2 separate regions of the Mus musculus genome follow, and region 2 is linked to region 1. A link is a contact called in public promoter capture Hi-C data. All regions are on one chromosome and are shown on one strand. Each heading gives the region's core, a stretch centred on a gene start, on an enhancer-like site or on the middle of the called end of the contact. The rest is flanking DNA. Distances are from core to core; before and after follow the strand shown. Region 1 overlaps Sdccag8 (serologically defined colon cancer antigen 8). Region 2 overlaps Cep170 (centrosomal protein 170).

Region 1 (5,339 bases), core at 877-3,376:
GCCTCCAGCCAGGCAGGGGCACAGTGAGCCTCCTCTCAGGCTGCCTTCCTAGCCCTCTTTTGTTGGGGGATGGAGGGAAGGAGAAAGGCAGAAACAGATGTGCTGCTAGAAGATCTACAGGCTTCTGCCAACCATATGGCATCTTAAAGAAAGATGGTTGGAGCGTCTGGATTAGCAAAGAGTCGGAATGGGGAGCCATGTGTCGCGTTGGTACAGGCAGTTGTTTGAGCTCTCTCTAAATGGCTTCAGGAGATTGTGTAATGGAACAAATGGTCCTGAGAGCAGGGGAGCAGCCTTGCCGCTGCTGGAGAGGCAATTGGCCCTGGGGCGGCGGCTGCTTTCCTCCCTGCCCGCAGCATCAAGTATTCTTTTAATGTTCTTCGAACTCTGAGAATTGACTAGAACTTTTCAACTATTAATTACAAGGCTGGGTTCTCTGGGCTCTAGGCCCCTGTGAACTCTCCTCTCTGCCCCCAATTTGGTAATTAATTAGTCATGTTGCAGCCCTGCTCCCGTGTGCTGTTCCTCTGTCCTCCGCAGGGCTCCAGGCTCAGTCCTACAGTTCTCAGGGCCTTGACAAATGCCTTTTGCAGGAAGGCTGTCTAACTCCCAGGGGCCTGTGTGTCCATCCTGATCCCAGGAGATAGACAAATCTGTGGAGGCCATAGTGAGCACATGAGAGCATACCCTCCCACTGTTGTAGGTCTTCCAGTCTCTACCAGTGAAGTCACTGCACTGTTAGGCCATACCTGCCATTCCCTGGCTCATCTGAGAGCTCAGATGCTATTTTATAGTTCAGAATAAGCATAAACTGAGCGCTGAGACCTAGGGTACTGGCAGTACATGGCCATCGCAAGGCAAGCATTGTGCTCTGTTGCTGAGAAGAGGACTTTGTACATGCAGTAAAATCGCCAGTGGCTGGAAAAGTTAGTTCATAGCTAACTCTGAGGCTCAGATGTGACAAAAGTTGGCTTATAGAAGGTCGAATGGCTGAGAACAACCAAGGAAGCAGTGGGTTGACCTGAGAGAAGCATTCAGCAAATCTTCATTAACCTTTGAGAGCTCTGAGAGTGACTGGTGAGTCAGCTCCTGGCCTTTCTGAGCCCTGTGGGAACAGAGCATACCGAATATTGATGCCTTGCCTATCATGTCTGACCCCAGCTGGACGCCCTCCCCACACACAGAACCAAGGAAAGGGTAGAATTGACATAGTGAGCTGACCACTTGGATCAGCACATAAAGCTATTCACCGTGCAAGCCTGGTGCTCTGAGTTCGATACCCATCAAGGTAGAAGGAGAGAACCAACTCCATAAAGTTGTTTTCTGAATTTTCACATATATTACACACGCATGCATGCATGCATGCATGCAGACAGACAGACACACACACAGACACAGGTGCACACACATATCATACTCATATGTACACATGCACATTAAAATAATAAAAACATGAAAAACCAGAGCCATGTGAGGTGTGTGTCTAGCACAGCTTCCCTCAGAACATGGAACAGCCACAGTGCGTTCTTCTTTGTCTGTTGTAGCAACACACAGCCTCCTGCAGAAAGAAGGTGGAAGCCAGGTCCTGTGTAACTAGGTTGGAGTAGCAGAAAGGCGGTTAGAGATGGCATGTGTCTGCAGACTGGCATGGTTTCTGGCTTTGTTCTTGTTAAATGGGGTCATCTAGAAATCCTGTGGAGATTCTTAACAAGGACATCTTAAATAACTATTGGTGTTTGTGTTGTAAATTGTGCTCTTACACACTTGAGCACGCCAGCTTCTCTCTTTTTTTTCCTCCCCAAGCCCATTTTTTGCTAACACATTGAAGGTTAGGATATTCTTACTCTGTCTTGTGAATTTGGGATTCATTGGGGGCCTGTATCTGTGAAAAGCCTAATTCTGATTGTTATTCGCCAATTAGAAGAAACTGTCAATCGGATCCCATTTTCTTTCCAAGTGTACACAGCCTGGAATTTGTCAGCCTCTGAGTTTCTTGAAACAATGCAATTAAACTGTAACATATTTCCTAACATTCTTAATTAAGACAGTGACTGGAAAATGTAGATTAACAGAAGTTCCTGTTTTTATCAACATATTTTCTGTCTTTCCACCGCCCTCACATGCCCCTCCCCCCAGCGTCTTACTTTCCCTGTCTGATGTCAGTTTCGGCCACGTGTACATTATGAGCATGGCGCTGAAGAAACCAAGTACAAAATTCTCTTTTCATTCCGAGCTGCCCGCCCCGCACCACACGCACTGTCTGTTACATGTCGCTTCTTAGGAGGCTCAGCTGCGAGTTTCTTTCTAAACGCAAAATGTTTCTGAAGGAAGGAGTTCAGGTTGGGCAGATTGTGCTAGAGAAATCTCACTGTCTCTGAGGGGAACTGATACGCTGGCTGATTGTTCTGTGCAGGCTCAAACTGGCGCTGTCTGCAAAGTTCAAGAGTGTCTGGAAACTGAAATATGAGGGCAGCTCAGGAGATCGAGCAGACAAAGCATTTGGAGGGGAATTTCTAAGTAGGGCTTACAAGTGAAACTCTAAAGTGTAACTTTGTAGAGGGGCAAAAATCAAGAATGAAGGCCTGGGCATAAAGCATGCCCACTGGAAATATTTTCAAGGACTCACGGGTACAGTTTTCCAGGGCACATTTGAGGGTTGATCGGAAAACCCGCTGGGGGGGGGGGTCATCCAGCACCTTTTGATTGTCACCTCTTTGAGTGAGTTCTTAAGTCTTGCCAGTTTCAATTAAGTCACAAGAGAAGCTTAATTACTTCATAGAAATTAAAACGAGCGGTAATATTTCTTTGGCCTCTCTATTAGCCAAGATTTTTTTCTCTTTAATTAAAAATTGGGTCGTCCATGATCATCAACAAACAATGATTCACTTATTTGTTTACCAATAAGGAATTAGAATTAAAGACAGCAAATACAAACCCACAGCACCTCTTGCATCGCCGGGAAATCAACCTGTTTTTCACATTGCTTCTCAGGAGAATGAAATTGGGCCGCGAGCATGGAGTTAATGAAGCTTTCACCCATCTCCTCCCTCAACTGCCAGCTCGCTTTAATCCCCTCCTTCTGCCAAAGTCCAGAGGCCCCGGGAGCCCCTGTGGAGCCTCCCTAGCCAGATGCTAGGCACCCAGCCGGCCCCTGCAGGTGCCGGCCCTCTCATGGTGGGCAGGGGGTGCTGGCCAAGCCACCGGTATCCAGAGGCGGAACAGGCGGGCGCGCCCCCGTGGCCCATGCGGAGCCCTGTGGCTGGCTGCACCTGCAGGAGGACAATTGCCCAGCACGGGGTGGCCAGCCGCACTGGAGGCTGTCGCTGTTGTCTGGGCGGGGTGCGGCCTGGGTTCAGAGCAGGCGGTGCAGGATCTAAGTGCACAGCTGCTCCTCTTCTCTGAAAACTAAGACAGAAGCAGTTTGTTGGCAGCATCCAGAGGGAGAAATCAAAGTCTACCTTTGGTTTGGCTGAAAATGATCTCCAAGGGTGAGTTAGTGTATTCTCGGGGTCAGGGAGTACGCATAGTCCCTGACCATTACCTCTCAAAATGGTGCCGGGCAGCCAGTGAGGAGTGGCCGGCCGGGTGAGAAGGCGCCGTGCACGGCCTGTACAGCGGTGTTGCCTTCCTGTCCTGATCTGCTGTCAGGACCCTTGTGTCTCTGCCCACACCAAACAAGGAAATGGCAGGTAGGGGGACATGCTTAGCGATTAGCACAACCCAGAACTTTTGTTTTGAAAATGCAGCTCCTTTGGCCTCTGTCTCCTAGGACTGGGTACAAGGCCCTTTATCTTCTGCCCATCATTCAGTGCAGGGGAGCCTTACAAAATTAGAGCGCAAAGCCCCTAGGCCCCTCTGAGACCATCACGGTCACACTTGGTGGTAGGCGGATTTCTGAGTTCGAGGCCAGCCTGGTCTACAGAGTGAGTTCCAGGACAGCCAGGGCTACACAGAGAAACCCTGTCTCAAAAAAACCAAAAAAAAAAAAAAAAAAAAAAAAAAAAAAAAGGAAAGAAAAGCAAAGCAAAGCAAAGAAAACAAGAAAAAGCCCTGCCCTCTAAGGGTACATTGCCTGCCCTCTTAGGTGCTTCAGGCGGGAACATGCTGCTGCGGAGGATAACCTGAGGTGAGACACTTGGGAAGTTGGTTAACTTACACGTTCTTAAAGAAAAATGAGTAAGGTGTGTGGAGCCTCAGCTGGCTGCCTTCCACTCCTTAAAATAAGAACATTCTGTGGTCCAAGTGTTAAGTTTACCCCTCACCCCCACCCACAGTGGCATGTAACTGGGCCGGATCTGTCTGTTGCGATGCCTGAGCCCACTAGAAACCAAATGAGCCCTCCAGCCGGTCTAATCACTCTGATCTGTCATGGACCTTCTAGCTGGAAGAGTTATGCCATCATATTATCCCAACACTCATCACCATGTGGAGGACCCCCTTTACTAAATGATTTATTACTCTTAGCAGAATTCCTCTGGCTGCAGATTTTATTTCTGAGTCGCTCTGTTCAGCTCAATTGGTCTCCTTCAGTTACCGTGGCAACCAGCAGATGGGGTTCTTTGACAAGGGTCAGCGGGGAGGCTGCCTCAGTGTTAGAGGGAAGAGAAACTAAATAAAAAGCTTTCAGCACTGACAGGTTCTCTAGCCCATAGCCAGGAGTTGTTATCAAATTACTAGCATTAAAACCTAATTAAGATGTGTGCCAGTAGGTACACCGTAGTGACTGAATCTGGTTACTTAGCTGCCGTGGGCTCACTCTTCCTCCATCACACCTCTGTGACCAATTTGGCCACCCTAAGGATGGTCCAGTTGGAAGGAAATGGCGGAGGCCCTCACTTGACACCCTCCATGAGGGCTGAGGTCCCTAGAGCAGCAGGACTTTATTAGAAGAGAATCTTCCTCAAACAGGGCACTGTGCCTCCAAGCCCTGGGGCAGCGGCTAAGCAGAGCCCACACATGATAGCTGCATACCTTCCTTTAAGACTAGTGTTGGCTTAACTTGGGAGAGCTTCACCAAAGTGAAACTGAGCACCAAGTGCTCCAGACTGGAAAGGCAGCCTGACAGTGCAGAGGTTCTCTTCTGTAGCAGGCAGAGATGATAGCTTTAGGTCAGCAAGGAAACTGGTGGTTACTCTAGGTAGACTTGTGATCTATAGCAATAATAGAGTAAGGTAGTTGCCAGTAAGCAGTTCTGTAAGGGTTCACTTCTCTTTAGGAAACACTGCAACATCAAAGAGGAAAGGACAGTGGGGCGTGCCATTCACTGTGTGCTCAAAAAAGAATCCTGGATGGTAGAGCAGAGGACAGGAGGGGTGACATGGGACACTGAGGAAGGAAGC
Region 2 (5,325 bases), core at 2,329-4,828, 200 kb before region 1:
AGTCTAGAACAACCTTTCACCCACTGTAATTGTTTTGGCAACCTTCCTCCCTTCTTCCCACCATTGCCCACTTCACCCCTCTCTCTGTAAGAGATCAAATCTAATATAATGCAGAGGGTATTTTTAATGAATAAAGGACAACTCCACTAGAATTCTTGGCTTACAGGTAACCTGGAACTCTCTAGGGTCACCTAACCTGTTTCTGAGTAAATCTGGCCCTTATTTCCCAGTTATGCTCCTCTTTAGCAATCTTTTACAGCTTATCTTCTTGTCACACAGGGCTTGGCTTTTCAGCAGTTACAACAGTTTAGCATTCCAACATTTAGAGGCTAGCAGGTGTAAACCTACCTAGCACCACAGTCACACCTTCACCTTCCTAGACTAGTTTTAAAATTGGACTTTACTGTGGGAACAGTTCATTTTTGCATCCAAACAGATGAATGCAAAGAAAATGTGGTACATATATACAATGCAATTTTATTCAACCATAAAAAATAAAACCATATCCTTCCTAAGAAAATGAATATAGTTGGAAATTATTATATTAAGGAAATTATTATATTAAGTGACCCAGACGCAGCAAAAAATATCTCACCTTTTCTGTCATATGTGGATTCTGGGGTTTAATTTTTTGAGTGTGTAGGTGGCTCATAAGACTAGGAGAGGACTATGAAGTGGAGAGGAGTCTTCAGGAGAAGAGGAAAAGCGGTTACTAGAGTATATGTTAAAAATGTGGAATGGGATCTAATGGTTAGAGAAAGATAAAGAAAGAGCAGGGGTGGAGGAGGGAAGTAAAGAACGATAAAGAAAGCCGGGCGTGGTGGCGCACGCCTTTAATCCCAGCACTTGGGAGGCAGAGGCAGGCGGATTTCTGAGTTCGAGGTCAGCTTGGTCTACAGAGTGAGTTCCAGGACAGCCAGGTCTACACAGAGAAATCCTGTCTCGAAAAACAAACAAACAAACAAACAAAAAACCAACCAAACAAAAAAAAAAGATAAAGAAAAAGAGGTGTGTATGAAAATGCCAGAGGGAAACCCAACTGTATTGTTATTTTAAACATACATTTTTCGAAGTGCTGCTTGTAGTTACATGTAACTCAACTGAGAACTGATGTCAAGAGGGATCTGAGGGATGTAAATTATAATGGAGTTTTGAGATAGACAATGGCATTGCTACAGTACTAGGAAACAGTGCATTGCATAATCCATGCCAAAAAAACTTGCTTCCTTACATTATATACCTAGTGTATAATTAATGCATGGAATTACTTGAACTAGGTCACATGTTAAGGATAGTCCATCCTTATGCTCTGCAATCAGCTGGCTGATTCATCACCAGATGGCTTTACACAGAATAAGGTTCATCTTACCCTATAATCTCTGCTATTGCAGAGAAATAAATAGCTGGCTTCACAATAGGACTATCACTCTTCAGAGTGGAAAGGGCTTTTCTCTAACCTTATTTGATGATCAAATATCATTTGACAACTCTTTTTTTTTCAAGTTACCAGGAAGTATGAGAGATAATGACCTCTAAAGATTTGACTCACTGCCTAACTGTTTCCAGAGTATGTTTTTTCTAATAAAATAAGTGAAACTTTAAACAAAGAGGAATAAAGTGCTGCAGGATATGTTATCACACTGTGAACCCTGAAATTGTGTTATTTACTGGAGAAACCTGTTTTGAGTTGTGGTATGGCTCAGCCTCAGCACACACCTTTAATTCAAAGGCTTTCTGCTTGAAGATTGTAAACAGGATTAAATAAAGTGAACTATAGGTCAAGAGGTGGAGCAAACAACAAGTTGACAGGAATTGAATATGTACATGTCTTCTGCAAGGCTTTATCCAGAACCTGATGGAAACAGATGCAGAGACCTACAGCCAAATATTAGGCAGCACTCCCTGGGAGACCTGTGGAAGAGTATGGTAGGGGTTGAGAGAAATGGAAGGGGGGTCAAGGACACCATAAGAAGACCTACAGAGTCAACTAACCTGGGCTTGTGGGTTCCCAGACTAAACCACCAATCAAAGAGCATACATAGGCTAGACCTAGGCCCTCTACATATTCGTAGATGTGTAGCTTGGTCTTCATGAGGGTCCCCCAACAACTGGAGCAGGGGCTGTCTCTGACTCTGTTGCCTGCCTTTGGATCCCCTTTCTCTAGCTGGGGAAAGGATGTGCATAGACCAGCTGCAACTTGAGGTCAGGGCAGGGTGGTACCCATGGACAGTCAGAGGAAGCATCTCTGAGAAAGTAACACACAGGTACAGTGTTCTCTGAGAAGGGGAGACAGATGTGAGGATGGAACTGAGAAGAAAAGAGGGCTGTGATCAGGATGTAAAGTGAATAAATAATAAAAACGGAAATGAAAAACAGAGTGAGGGGGAGTCAGAAGGATGGACAGAGACACACAGGAAGTAGGATGGAGGGAATGAGAGGGGATTCCTTCTGGGATGTCAACTGAGGAGGAAGGTCAGCTGTTCTCTTTGCCTCTGAGTTAGCAGGCCTTCACCCTCACATCTAGCTCTTGAGTCTTCATTGGTTAAACAGAACGACTGAGACTTGGTTAAAAAACAATAAAGTGATAAATTTCTCCTTTCAAATTTATCCTTTGACCATCAGTAAGATTCATAAACTAAACAAATGTAATAAACCGCTACATGAATGAGCCCATAAGACTTTATAACTTGTATCATGCTTTTCCCTATCATAGAAAGCATTTAAAAGAAACAGGAAAAACTATAACTAAATACACAAATTAAAGATTCTTTATTCATCGCTGCACTGATGTCAGGCTCTAACAAAGATATGCTTAGCATGCTTGACATTAATGTCTTTGATTTTGATGCTCTGAATTTGAAAATGAAAGAAACAGCTATAGCTTCATTTCACATATGGACTAAGGATCAAACAAAATGCCACTGGGGTTTGAAAAAGCAAGCACATAATTTTCTGTGATCCTGTATATAAGAGAATTTATTAACCATTAACCATGTATTAGACGTTTTTCTAAAAACTTCATATGTGAAACACACATATATAAGTATAAATATATTATCTTTAAAATCCTGTATTTCCTTGGAAATGAACACAAATATTATACATCAATTCCAAAGAATACTCCAACATTATAGGAATTTGATAAAAATCCATTTTCATTTTTAAGTTTTAAATATTACAGATACTAGGAAGAAAGTAGAGAATTAAGGTAGAAAAAGTATTTAATCTCAAAGAAGCTAAAATAAACAAATAGCTTGTAGTTTCCCTGACAGTGGAAGAGGGAAAAAAATAAAGCAGAGAGAAAAGGGTGATGTAATAGTTTAGGGTGGTACACTTTAAGATGGACCGTCAGAGGAAGCATCTCTGAGAAAGTAACACACACACACACACACACACACACACACACACACACACACACACACTGAAAATTTCAACTCTGTTGTATAATTAACTTGATCTGGGACAGAGAATGAAAAATGCTGTTCTTGGGAAAACTTCATTTTCTTTAATCCCCACCCTCATTTGTGCAGTTCCTCACAAAACCTAAATCTGCAGCTGTGCTGGTTTGGACTCCTGCCAAGGTACTGACTCTATGCTCACATGAACATCCAGCGGAAGAAGATGCTTGTAAGAGAGGGGGAGGGCAGGGAGGGAACACTTTTGTTCTCATATTCATTATTTTGAAATAAATGCCTAACTTTACCTTTATTATCTGCCATATAAATCAACAACTCTTCTTTAAAAGCAGTTAAAATAAATATGAACCAAAACCAAATATAACAACTTAGCATTTGTCCACCCCAAACCAGATGGCATTCCAAGTATGAAGCCTCATGTTCTATCGAACTTTACTATACAGTTTCAAAAGAAAACTTCAATTCAATGAGAAAAGGGAGCAACTTAATAAACTTCCTTCATAAAATCACATTTATTAAGTCCTCAATAGTCCTACCAGAAAAATGCTACACATTTGCATGGCTGAGGCACTGAGAGTTCTTACCAAGATTTCTCTGCCAGTTTATGAAAAATGTAAAGTGTGACTTGCTTTCCTTTGTAGAACTGAGTAACTTGTTAAACAGGTGGTTAGTGGCTACCCTAGTTACTGCAGCTCCACAAACAGAGACCATATGCTTTTTAAATGAGGGATGACCTCAGTTAAGTGTTTTGTATTCATAGCAGGCAATATGGATAAGATGATAATTTATTGCAATCAAAGGAGCATAAAGAGATTTGTACTTTCATTTATAAAGGTAGCAGCAAATTTAAGTTAGTAAATTAGAAAACAATGAACTCTCATCCTTTAGCTAACCTTTGAATCACCTGTGTTCTTTTATAGTCTAGACTCTACTCTTTTGGCTCTCTACCTGAAGATAATTATGTCATCATTACCTGACTCCACAAGGTTCCTAAGAATTCAATAAAAACAGTACAATGTGTGATAATTTCTGAGAATGTGAAATACAGAGATTTTGTCAAAGGGGATAATTCTCAAACACAACCAGCATAAAACACTTGGAACTATTATTTTACTTGAATAACAACTTCAGCAATTTTGAGGCAGAAAAGCAGCTAACATAGATAAATCATTACTACTACCAATAGTCAATACATAGGAAACAAGTGTTCATGGGCAGATGAATTACTAAAATATGGTACACAATATAATATTGTTCATTGTTAGAAGGGAATTCTGACACCTGCTACAGTATGGATCAACCTTGAAGGTAATATGTTAAGATAAGCCATTCACAGAAATATAAACATTATGTGTCTTCAATTATATGAGGTACTTTCAATAGCAGAAATTATAGTGACTAAGGAAAGTAGATGCTAGGACCTGGAGATGGGAGCACTGAAGCAGCTACTGGTTAGTAGTTCTTCATCTCAGTTTTATGGATGAATAGTGGTGCTGGCTGTACAGTACTGTGTATATATACTAGACTTAAATGCTTAAGATGATAAAATGTATGCATGTGTGTGTGGAGTCATGTAAATGCACGAATGCACATTCACGTGGTAGCTGATGCCGGAGCTAGGAATCATCTTCAATTACTCTTTCACAGTATTTATTGAAGCAGGGTCTTGGATTTAAGCCTAGAGCTTACCAACATGGCTAGTTTTGACAATCTCACCTCTCAGGGCTGGAATTATGAGTAGACTGCCATATCTATCCAGTGTGTATGTTGGGTTTCTAGGATCTGAACTCCGGTCTTCACATTTGCTTGGTAAGTGCTTAAATCAGTGAGCTATTTCCTTAGCTCCAAATGTTAGTAATTTTAAGAACAATTATTGTTAGGAAATGATATACTCCCTGGGTGAACTCAT

The links. Capture Hi-C pulls out chosen DNA fragments and counts their contacts.
Region 2: a promoter capture Hi-C map of adipose tissue shows a contact between it and region 1. The contact joins two enhancer-like sites. A contact is called at or near these places in 1 of 484 Hi-C or Micro-C datasets (the G1E-ER4 cell line) and 2 of 9 other capture datasets (adipose tissue and pancreatic islet).

What each region holds. Positions count from the first base shown.
Region 1 is chr1:176,994,730-177,000,068 of GRCm38.p6, forward strand. All of the region lies in intron 16 of Sdccag8 (serologically defined colon cancer antigen 8), which reads left to right. Among named protein-coding and RNA genes, the nearest start is that of Gm15423, 56 kb to the left of the region's middle. Within about 2 kb of position 2,127, at least 101 of the 459 cell types and tissues checked have an H3K27ac peak or open chromatin away from gene starts, as enhancers often do. A contact at or near this core is called in adipose tissue, where this site is marked.
Region 2 is chr1:176,797,578-176,802,902 of GRCm38.p6, forward strand. The region is part of intron 1 of Cep170 (centrosomal protein 170); the gene reads right to left. Among named protein-coding and RNA genes, the nearest start is that of Cep170, 6.9 kb to the right of the region's middle. Within about 2 kb of position 3,579, at least 126 of the 459 cell types and tissues checked have an H3K27ac peak or open chromatin away from gene starts, as enhancers often do. A contact at or near this core is called in adipose tissue, where this site is marked.